Linked DNA regions of Mus musculus: region 2 is linked to region 1. Evidence: chromatin contacts called from public targeted proximity ligation data. All regions are on one chromosome and are shown on one strand. The core of a region is the stretch at or near the end of the contact, and the rest is flanking DNA. Distances in the headings are between cores, read along the strand shown. Region 1 has its middle 19 kb from the start of Ms4a7. Region 2 holds the start of Ms4a6c (membrane-spanning 4-domains, subfamily A, member 6C).

The links.
Region 2: a targeted proximity ligation map of CD8 T cells shows a contact between it and region 1, with 23 read pairs. A contact is called at or near these places in 2 of 39 promoter capture datasets (liver and macrophages), 20 of 484 Hi-C or Micro-C datasets (the AML12 cell line, CD8 T cells, the HPC-5 cell line and 11 more), 8 of 130 datasets of targeted methods (CD8 T cells, bone marrow-derived dendritic cells, bone marrow-derived macrophages and 4 more) and 5 of 9 other capture datasets (adipose tissue, bone marrow-derived macrophages, liver and 2 more).

What each region holds. Positions count from the first base shown.
Region 1 is chr19:11,353,231-11,357,853 of GRCm38.p6, reverse strand. No RefSeq gene overlaps it. Among named protein-coding and RNA genes, the nearest start is that of Ms4a7, 19 kb to the right of the region's middle.
Region 2 is chr19:11,467,853-11,472,310 of GRCm38.p6, reverse strand. It overlaps Ms4a6c (membrane-spanning 4-domains, subfamily A, member 6C), which reads right to left and starts at 2,943. Exons shown (of 7, transcript NM_028595.4): 1 at 2,755-2,943; 2 at 1,060-1,222. The coding sequence starts at 1,206.

The DNA of each region.
Region 1 (4,623 bases), core at 619-3,118:
ACTGGTTAGTTCATAATGTTGTTCCATCTATAGGGTTGCAGGTCCCTTTAGCTCCTTGGGTACTTTCTCTAGCTCCTCCATTGGGAGCCCTGTGATCCATCCAATAGCTGACTGTGACCATCCACTTATGCGTTTGCTAGGCCCCGGCATAGTCTCACAAGAGACAGCTACATCTGGGTCCTTTCGATAAAATCTTGCTAGTGTATGCAATGGTGTCAGCGTTTGGAAGCTGATTATGGGGTGGATCCCTAGATATGGCAGTCTCTACATGGTCCATCCTTTTGTCACAGCTCCAAACTTTGTCTCTGTAACTCCTTCCATGGGTGTTTTGTTCCCAATTCTAAGAAGGAGCACAGTGTCCACACTTTGGTCTTCATCCTAGTTTCATACAGTGTATTTTGATCATATCTACCCCTACTCTCACTTCTCCCAGACCCACTCCCTCTTTACCCACCCACCTTTGTGTTCTCATTCTCCTTATATCTATAGTTTAACACACCAATGAGAGTAAAGTTCATCTCTCAACCCTTATTAGAGAAGCTTCCTTTTGCCCTAAATAGAGGTTAACACAGAGACCAAGAGCTGATCAGAATGCAAATGATAAGGAACTGAAGGCTTCCAAGCTCTAAATGGGACATCTGTCATACCCCCTTCTTCCAAGATTCAGGGGTCACTGTAAAACAGGGAGCAGAAAAACTGAAAAAGAATAAGAGAAGAGGATGACTGCAAAATCTTTATACGTTAATTGTCACGACTATTTGCCATAGTGATGGAAAGTGGGCAACTGTAAATGGATAAATGCTTTTAACGGAAAATATGACAGGAATTTATAAAATGAAGGCTGGGACTTGAAAGGTTGGCTCAGTGGTTATGAGGGTTGGCTGCTCAGTGTGAGAAGATGTGCTTAACCCTGAGAGGCGCCAGGGAGGGGAGAGGTCTGGTGAGATGTAGGGGAACATCCTCTTGGAGATGGTGGGAGGAGGAATGGGATGAGGAACAGTCAGAGGGTGGACTAGGAGAGGAATAAAGACTGGCCTGTAAAAAAGATTAAATAATAATAATCTCTCACTGTTATTCTAAATTACTCTTCATATAAACAACGATGGAGAATAACATTAGTCATGCTGTGTTGGCATATGTCTTGATCTGAAAACCTGTATCATAATTAAATAATTAATGATAAATGGTAGATGTGCTTTATTAAAATTAAAATCAGTGTATAAATGGAGATATCCCATGGTACTATTCTGCAAACATTAAAGAAAAGGTTTGAACTAACTTCTTTAAATTACTATTATTTAAACATGAATAAATATACATGGCAAACTGCTAAAAATTAGTAAATGAAAACTAATTAAAGCTATTAGAAATTCAGCAAGATAGCTAGTAAAACATTTTATAAACAAAGTGTGTGTGTATTTAAGTTAAAATGTTCATTTGATTGTTTAAGAATTGAATAGAGACTTTTGTTTAAATACCAAAATATTTATAAAGCATCTCAGAGGAATACCATTAGGAAAGGATGTGAAATATACATAATAAACGTGCCTGAAGTAACCATGGTGAAACCAGAAAAACAAAAACATAAACAAACAAACAACAACAAAAAAAAACCTCTTGTGGAGATCTTTTTCCAGGTTTCTGATAAGGCAGAGAAACTACATAAATAAAGCTAAGAGGATCAAGCAATTGGTGTAGCTGTGCCAGATCAAAAGGAAAGAGTGCCATTTCACAGATGACACTTGAAAACCAAGTATGAAGATGATTACAGAAAGTGAGCAAATATTTCAAAGCATTGAACAAAGGCTTCCTGGGTGGTACCCACCTGTCAGAACCTGAGTAGCACGGCGGGTGACCCTCACAGCCCTCCCAGTTCCTAGGAAAGAATTCAATATGAAGTCACAGATTCAAAACACCCAATTTTGTGGTCAGGTAAAGGAAGTTAAAATGAGATCAGAAAAGCAAAGTGGTTTGGCTCCCGCCTATGCTCTTCCGGAGAAGATTATTTCTCAACGCTGGCTTTGATATCTGACACATTGAAGGCATAAGAGTCTTCACTACACGGTGATGGTAGCTTGTCCTACTTGTTTGGCATGAAATTGTACAATAACGCATTCAGTAGAGTGTCCAGAGCAGAACATACAATAAAAGCTATTATTTGTGTTGATACTGATAGATACATATTTGTACACCCTGTCCCAAAGTGGGTCCCCATCTGTAGTCTTCAAACGTAAGCTCTTGTTACAAATGTGAGGCAAATCAAGCTAAAACTCTAAACATCCTTCTCCTTATCTGTCTACAGATGAATGGAACCTGCCACCCTTGAGTGACTTCTCTGATTCTTACCTAATCATTAGAAATCTGTGTTCTAATGAGTAATCGACAATTAATTGTTGGTCAAGCCTAATATTTTAAACTCAAGTTATATCCTGAATTTGTGGGAAAGTTCAAATATGATTCTCTTATTCATGTAAATATTTTAGCCATTTTAAAAATCAACTCATAATGTTTAATTTACTTCTAGAAGGCTTTTTAAAATTAAACTTATATAATGAATTTAACTACTAGAAATTTCTTTTTCTTTTTATCTTTGCAAATGTATGTGTGGTACATGTCTGCGTTTGTGTTCATGTTAATACATTTGTACATGCACATGCCACAATATGTGTGAAGGTCAAAGGACAACCTCAGACATTGGTCCTCACTTTCTACTTTTCTTGAGACAGGATTTTTGGTTTCCTGCTATATAGATTTCAGGTTAGCTGACCCAAGTCTCCATGTCTTCTGCCTCCTTCCTATCTCTCTTCTATCTCTCTTCCTATTTCACAGCAGGAAGGACTGAGATTACAGATGGGTCACCTCCATTTTTGCACAGGTTCTGGGGATCCAAATTCAGATGCTCATACTTTCCCAGCATGTGCTTAGCACACAGATTTGATAGCCTGGATGAAATATCTTAAACCTCAGGATAAGAAATGGCCCGGAAGTGCTGTGGAATGCAGTGCTCTAGACAGCATATAGCTGTTATACACATTAAATCACAGAATCTGTAGTTATGTCTTTAGGACTTGCAGGAGTTCAAGCAGGTTAAAATTTCTAGCATACAGTAGAGAGCCCTGCTGAGCCCCATCCCTAGCTGAGGAACTAGTGGCAATTCATAGCTCCTGGGGGAAGGACAAAACGTTTTCTTTGGTGGCTGTCCACTGATAGTTTTTCATGCCCCAGTAGATGGCTACACCTTTACGAATGTCAGCACGCTCTCATCATTGCTCTTGATTACTTTGACACTTGAGAGTAAGACCCTATCACTGAAGACACAACACAGGAGCCATCCAACATGACTGAATCAAGCTGCTAGTGACCTGGGAGCTTCATCCCTATTGGCTAGCTTTCAAAGAGCTATAAGGTCATATTCTCTAATATTAAACGATGGATTTTTAAAAAAATACATGAAAATGAAGGGAGATGTGTTGGGAAGGGCCTGAGGATGAGATGGAGGGATGGAGTGGGGAGTAGATATGATCAAATACATTTAGGACTAGAGAGACTGCTCAGTGGTTAAGGGCAGTCGCTGCTCTTACAGAATATCAGAGGTCAGTTGCTAGCACCTATGTCATAAGAACATTAAAGAAGGGAAAGGGAACATGGGTAAATAAGAGACAAAATCTAGAAGATTCCCTTATCTCTACCAAGAGTACAGGGTAGAATAAATGTAGAAGAAACCAAAACCACTCTTTGAAATTAGAGTTATAACTACTTTTGTCACTATCATAATTAACTGGTTAATTAGTCTCATGTTCTTAAAGCACATTTTTTGATTAAATTTTTTATTCACTTTACATCCTGATCACAGCTCCCTCATCTTGTCCCATTCCCCCCTTTACATATCCTTCCTCTCACTACCTCCTCCCCTTTTCCTCAGAAAAAGGAAACAGCCCCTCTTGGTAGGACCCTGCCCAGTGACATCTAGTCCCAATATTACTAAACACTTCCTCTCCCACTGAGGCCCAACCAGGTAGGAGAGGGGGATCCAATGGAAGACAACAGAGTCAAAGACAGCCCTCCTCCAAATGTAGAGGACTCACATGATGACCAAGCTGCACATCAGCTCAAAATGTGTAGGTGCCTAGGTCCTGTCCTTGTGTACTCTTTGGTTGGTGGTTCAATCTCTGTGAACCCCCATGGGCCCAGGTTAGTTGACTATGTAGATCTTCTAGTGGTGTCCTTTGACACCCCCTGGCTTGCTCAATTCTATCCCTAACTTTCCCACAAGAATCCCTGAGCTCTGCCTGATGTCTGGATGTGGGACCCTGCCTCAGTTACCACTGGCTACTAGATGAAGTCTCTAAGGTCTCTAAATACCGTTTTGCTATGTTTCTGTCTGCAAGCATAGTTGAATATAATTAATAGTGTTAGGGCCCTCTCCCATACAATAGGTCTCAAGTTGGAGCAGTCATTGGTTGACTGTTCTCTCAGACTCTACAGTCATCTTTATTCCTGTACATCTTCTAGGTAGGGCAAATTTTGGATTGAAAGTTTTGTGGATGGGTTGATGTCCCCTTCTCTCCGCTGGAAGTCCTGCCTGGCTACAAACAGTGGCTACTTCAGTCTCTATATCCCACA
Region 2 (4,458 bases), core at 1,694-4,193, 110 kb before region 1:
TGTCATCTTCTACAACATCCCAGTGAGCACACAGACACTGTACAAACTCTGATATGAGAGAGGAAAGCTCATTCTGGCATGGATGTAGTTCTGCCAGAGCATTGGGTCACCTTTAGGCGTTTCTGTCCTTGAACCCCTTGCATCCTCATGACTCTTCCTGCCATCTCCTAGCTTGAGTGCATGAGGAACAAGTCTCCTGTTTTCTTTTGTGGGAAAAACAGTCATCTGTAAGCCCTCCCGGAAACCTCTCCACACATCATCCAGAACCTACAGAATACCACATAGGGCCAGCTGCTCTGTCAAGCTCCACAGCACTTTCAGTCAAGTTGTCATTCTGGGGATCCCTTGCCTCTATATTAAGAGGGAAATTTTGTCTTCCTGACACTTTCCTTCACCTCTCAGACTCACAGGTCTTGTAATTTTGATTAAGCAATTTTATAAACTTTTTGCTACATGTTCTTCAAAGGAATCCAGTGGATTGTATGTATGCCCAATATAAGGCCATTAGTTCCATTAAGTTCTGAGACTGGGTAACACAGAGACCCATGCATATACTGTTAGTATAGACAAGATTGAAAAACAACACACAGCAAAAAAATGTTCTCCCTTTATCCAAAAAAAGTCTAGAATGAACACAGAGTAGAGAATCAATGCTCTTTCTGTACCATCTCTTCACTAAGAAAGAGAAGGCCTTTCTACGCTCAGAGAGCACCTAGAATGTAGCTACAAATATTTTCATCAATAAAATACTTAGTAAGTACCCTTCAAAAAATGGAAAAAAACAAAAAAGAATTAAAGAATAAAATCTCAATGACCCATGGAATAAGGTCATTGGAGTGCAGTCCAAGTTCATTGGAATCAATGAAAATATTTGCCAGTTTTAGAAGGTTTTAGTGATGTAAACAGTTTGCCCAGGGTCTTCCACCAGTGAACTGGCCACTCTTTGATCACTCTGTCAAAACTGAAGGCTCCTCCCACCCAAATTTATCTCTGTTCCTAACACATAGAGCCTCACCCTCTGCTCGCCACCCACCCCAGGATGTTCTGAGTGGGATTTACCACTATCACTTTGATCTCAGCCTTTAGATGTTTCTTCAGGCTGTCTTGCCTCTGTTGGGTAGGCTGGGACTCGTCTTTTTGGGGAAAGTTGATTCCATTTGGTGAAATCGTTGTGATGGTCTCATTGGTCACTACCTGTGGAATCATGATGGAGCTGCCACAGCTGGAAGAAAAAATAGACTCAGCTCTTATAAAGTAACGTGCTCACTGTAGTGGTTTGTTTTCTTTTAGTTTGGTTTTGGTACTGTTTGGTTGGTTGATTTATTTTTGTTGTCTTTTTATGTTTTGTTTTTGCCTATTTGTTTGAGAGAGAGAGAGAAGAAGTAGAAGAAGAAAAGAAGAAGAAGAAGAAGAAGAAGAAGAAGAAGAAGAAGAAGAAGAAGAAGAAGAAGAAGAAGAAGAAGAAGAAGAAGAAAAGTTGGATGGGTGGAGAGGATCTAGGAAATGGAGAAAGTGAAACCACAATCAGAGTACATTATATGAATTTTCAGTAAGAAATTAAGTGCTTTGACTTTAAATATAAAATAACTACAAACAAAACAAACTATGCTTCCCAGTTCTGCCCCCACCTCCCAGACTGTGCACCATTTTGCATCCTTGACTTGTTCTTCGGAAGAAGAAAGTGGTGGTATAGGGAAATGTAAAACCACCACATCTCAAATTTAGGAGTTATTTCCCCATAATATTAAACAGAACCCAGTGAGTTTATAATAAACACATCATAGGCAGGGAAAGCCTGAATCCTTACAAGTTCCTGTGTCTATGCACACATTTTCACATGAAATTTGTCAAATGTAGCTCCAACTTCACCTAGAACAATTGCATTGTCTTTATTCAATGGCATTCACTGTCCAGTTACTTTGCTAGCCTTGAGTTATTAAAGTCAACTTTTATGCTTTCCAATCCATGCTAGGTACCACTCAAATATGTAACCCCATTTGCCTGTTTTGAGTGTCTAATGGTGCCAGTTTAAGAATTAGCACTTCCCATTTTATCATATTTTAGTTCACATGATCTTGTAGGGTTTTTCTTCACCAAGCCAATCCTTTATGTTAATAAAATCACAATTAGAAGAAATTCAGAATTAACAATTTGATGTACACGTGGAAGTAATTTATGCTTTGTAGAGCAACATAAAATCATTGTTAAATAAATAGGCAAAGTTCTCTTTATTGACCAGTTGCCTACACACACTTGTGTGTTGGACTCCAGCTGTCTCTGACTCTGGTTCTTCTCTTTATTTTCCCACCTGCCAATGGCAGTCTGTGTCTGAGTCTCTTCAGTGTGGAGAAGCAGTTTAATGCAATAGCATGAGAAATCCTGGAGTCCTAAGCTGTGGTTCAAGTTTTGTCACACTCCCGACAATTATATCCCTGTTAGTTAAAAGAACCAAGTTGCCTGGGGAATGGGTTTCTGAGCTCATCTTAGCTCCCTTCTGTTCTCTGTGCTATTCTCAGCCCTTAGGCTGCCTAATCAGTAAATGACCTGGGAGCTCTGCTCCTTATGTCAGTGATCACCAAGATCATGCAGCTAAAGTGGCCAGGACAGAGGTAAGCCAGATGCCCTGTGCCTTTGCCCATTTAGTTCTAAAGAGGCCCCGTGTCTCCACTGCTTTCATGAGCATCAGCAAGTTCTTGTAACTCAGTCCCAGAAACAGAGTGCTACACAGAGGGAAGTCCCTTCAGGGTTGCCTACCTGAGCCTGTGTGCCTTGTCACCCAGTCACTTCCAGCCGAGCTCTCAGAAACCCTAAGAGCCTTAACTCTGGGTTCTCTCAGGCTGATCCTTGGTTCCTTCTTGTGAACTTGTAACTGTCTCCAGTCCTTCCTTCTTCTGTGCTCGCTGCACGGGAAGGGAAGTGGTGCTTACAGGCTGTGGACTGTTACTGTGCCTGTACTTCCTATATCAGAAAGTCCCAGTAACTTCAGAAAAATCACTAAGAGATTTGAGAGAGTGGGGGGGGGGGGGTAGTAAGTCCCAACACGCACCAGCTCCACTTGAAGCCCAAGTTCACTTTCTTGAACTTCAGTTGTTTAAGCGTTAAACTGAAAACAGCAACAAGCTGGGAAAAGCCATTAAGAAGAAAGTTTTCTGAAGGACCTGTGTTTCTTCTAAGTAGAATTTAAAGGACTATCTTGATAACTAATGATATTACAAGTTGTAGTAATACTGATGAATAAAACAGATCTCAATGTATAATAAAGTATGATAATAGTAATCACGACCTTGGGTTTTGATATATTACTTTATTATATTGTAATACACTACTGAACACACAGTAATGTATCATCAATTGTAACAATTGAATGTTTTACAGTATTTTAGGTACTTTGTTATTCATACTTTCTTCAACAATTCCTCAGCTTCTGAAAAATCAAACCAAAACACTCTGTACACAGTTTTTCAGCACTCGCTGGTTAATTGATACTCTCTTTAGAGCCTTCCTCATCTCTTCTAACCTTCTTCTAGACCACTGGACTTCTCTAACAGGGGATGTGACCAGGGAATTACTGGACACTTCTAGAAAAGTAATAGATCAGGAGAGGAGCAAGCAGAGACGTTTCAACACACCAGGAATGACTTCAACAATCCTGCACTCCAGACACAGTCATGAAGACATGTGTCCCTGTGGCTTTCAGGCCCTTGGGTAGGCACAATTCAGAAGCTGACTTTGACATAATTAATTTCACAGGGGAGCCAGAGCCAGCTGCAGCAACTGGACAGCCACACTCTGAAAACTTCCTTCCTTCTTTCCTTGGAGTCAACCAGAAGGAACCTAGGGAGCCAGTGTGAGCCACTGTCACATCAGAGGGTTGTGGTGTGGTGATTCCCTGCAGGTTTCACAGCAGGCAAAACAACAACAATAACAAAAAGATTTAGGAAGAGACAAGAATGAAACTCAGCTCAGCCCCATTTTGTTGTAACTGGTGCCGGACCACGACTTCTAGAATCTGGCCCCAATTGTTTTACTTTAGCCACATTAAGCACAGCACAATGTGGAACAAAAGGTTTTCGGATAGCACTAAACTCAGGCCCAAGCTCACAACGATGTAATGTTACATTGAGATCCTTTACAAAGCACACCTGGCTTTTTTCACAAGAATGGGTACTATTGACTCAGTGCTGCTGCCCAAGGCTTAGGCTCTAGGGAGCTTGACTGAGGGATACCTGATGCCTGTAGGTTTCAACATTGCCTGGTCCTAAGATAACATCAGCCTCCTATGGTAAAGGCTGTGGTAAGGCACAGGTAACGTCCCTCATGAGGGCCGGGTTTATGGTCTAAAAGCAGTGCTCACGGTTTAAGGTAAGAGTCTGCGATGATAAGTAAAAACAAATTCTGGGAGATGTGGGCAGAGCCTGTTTCATCAAAGAGCAAAGGATCACCAGGTTGTAAACCTAC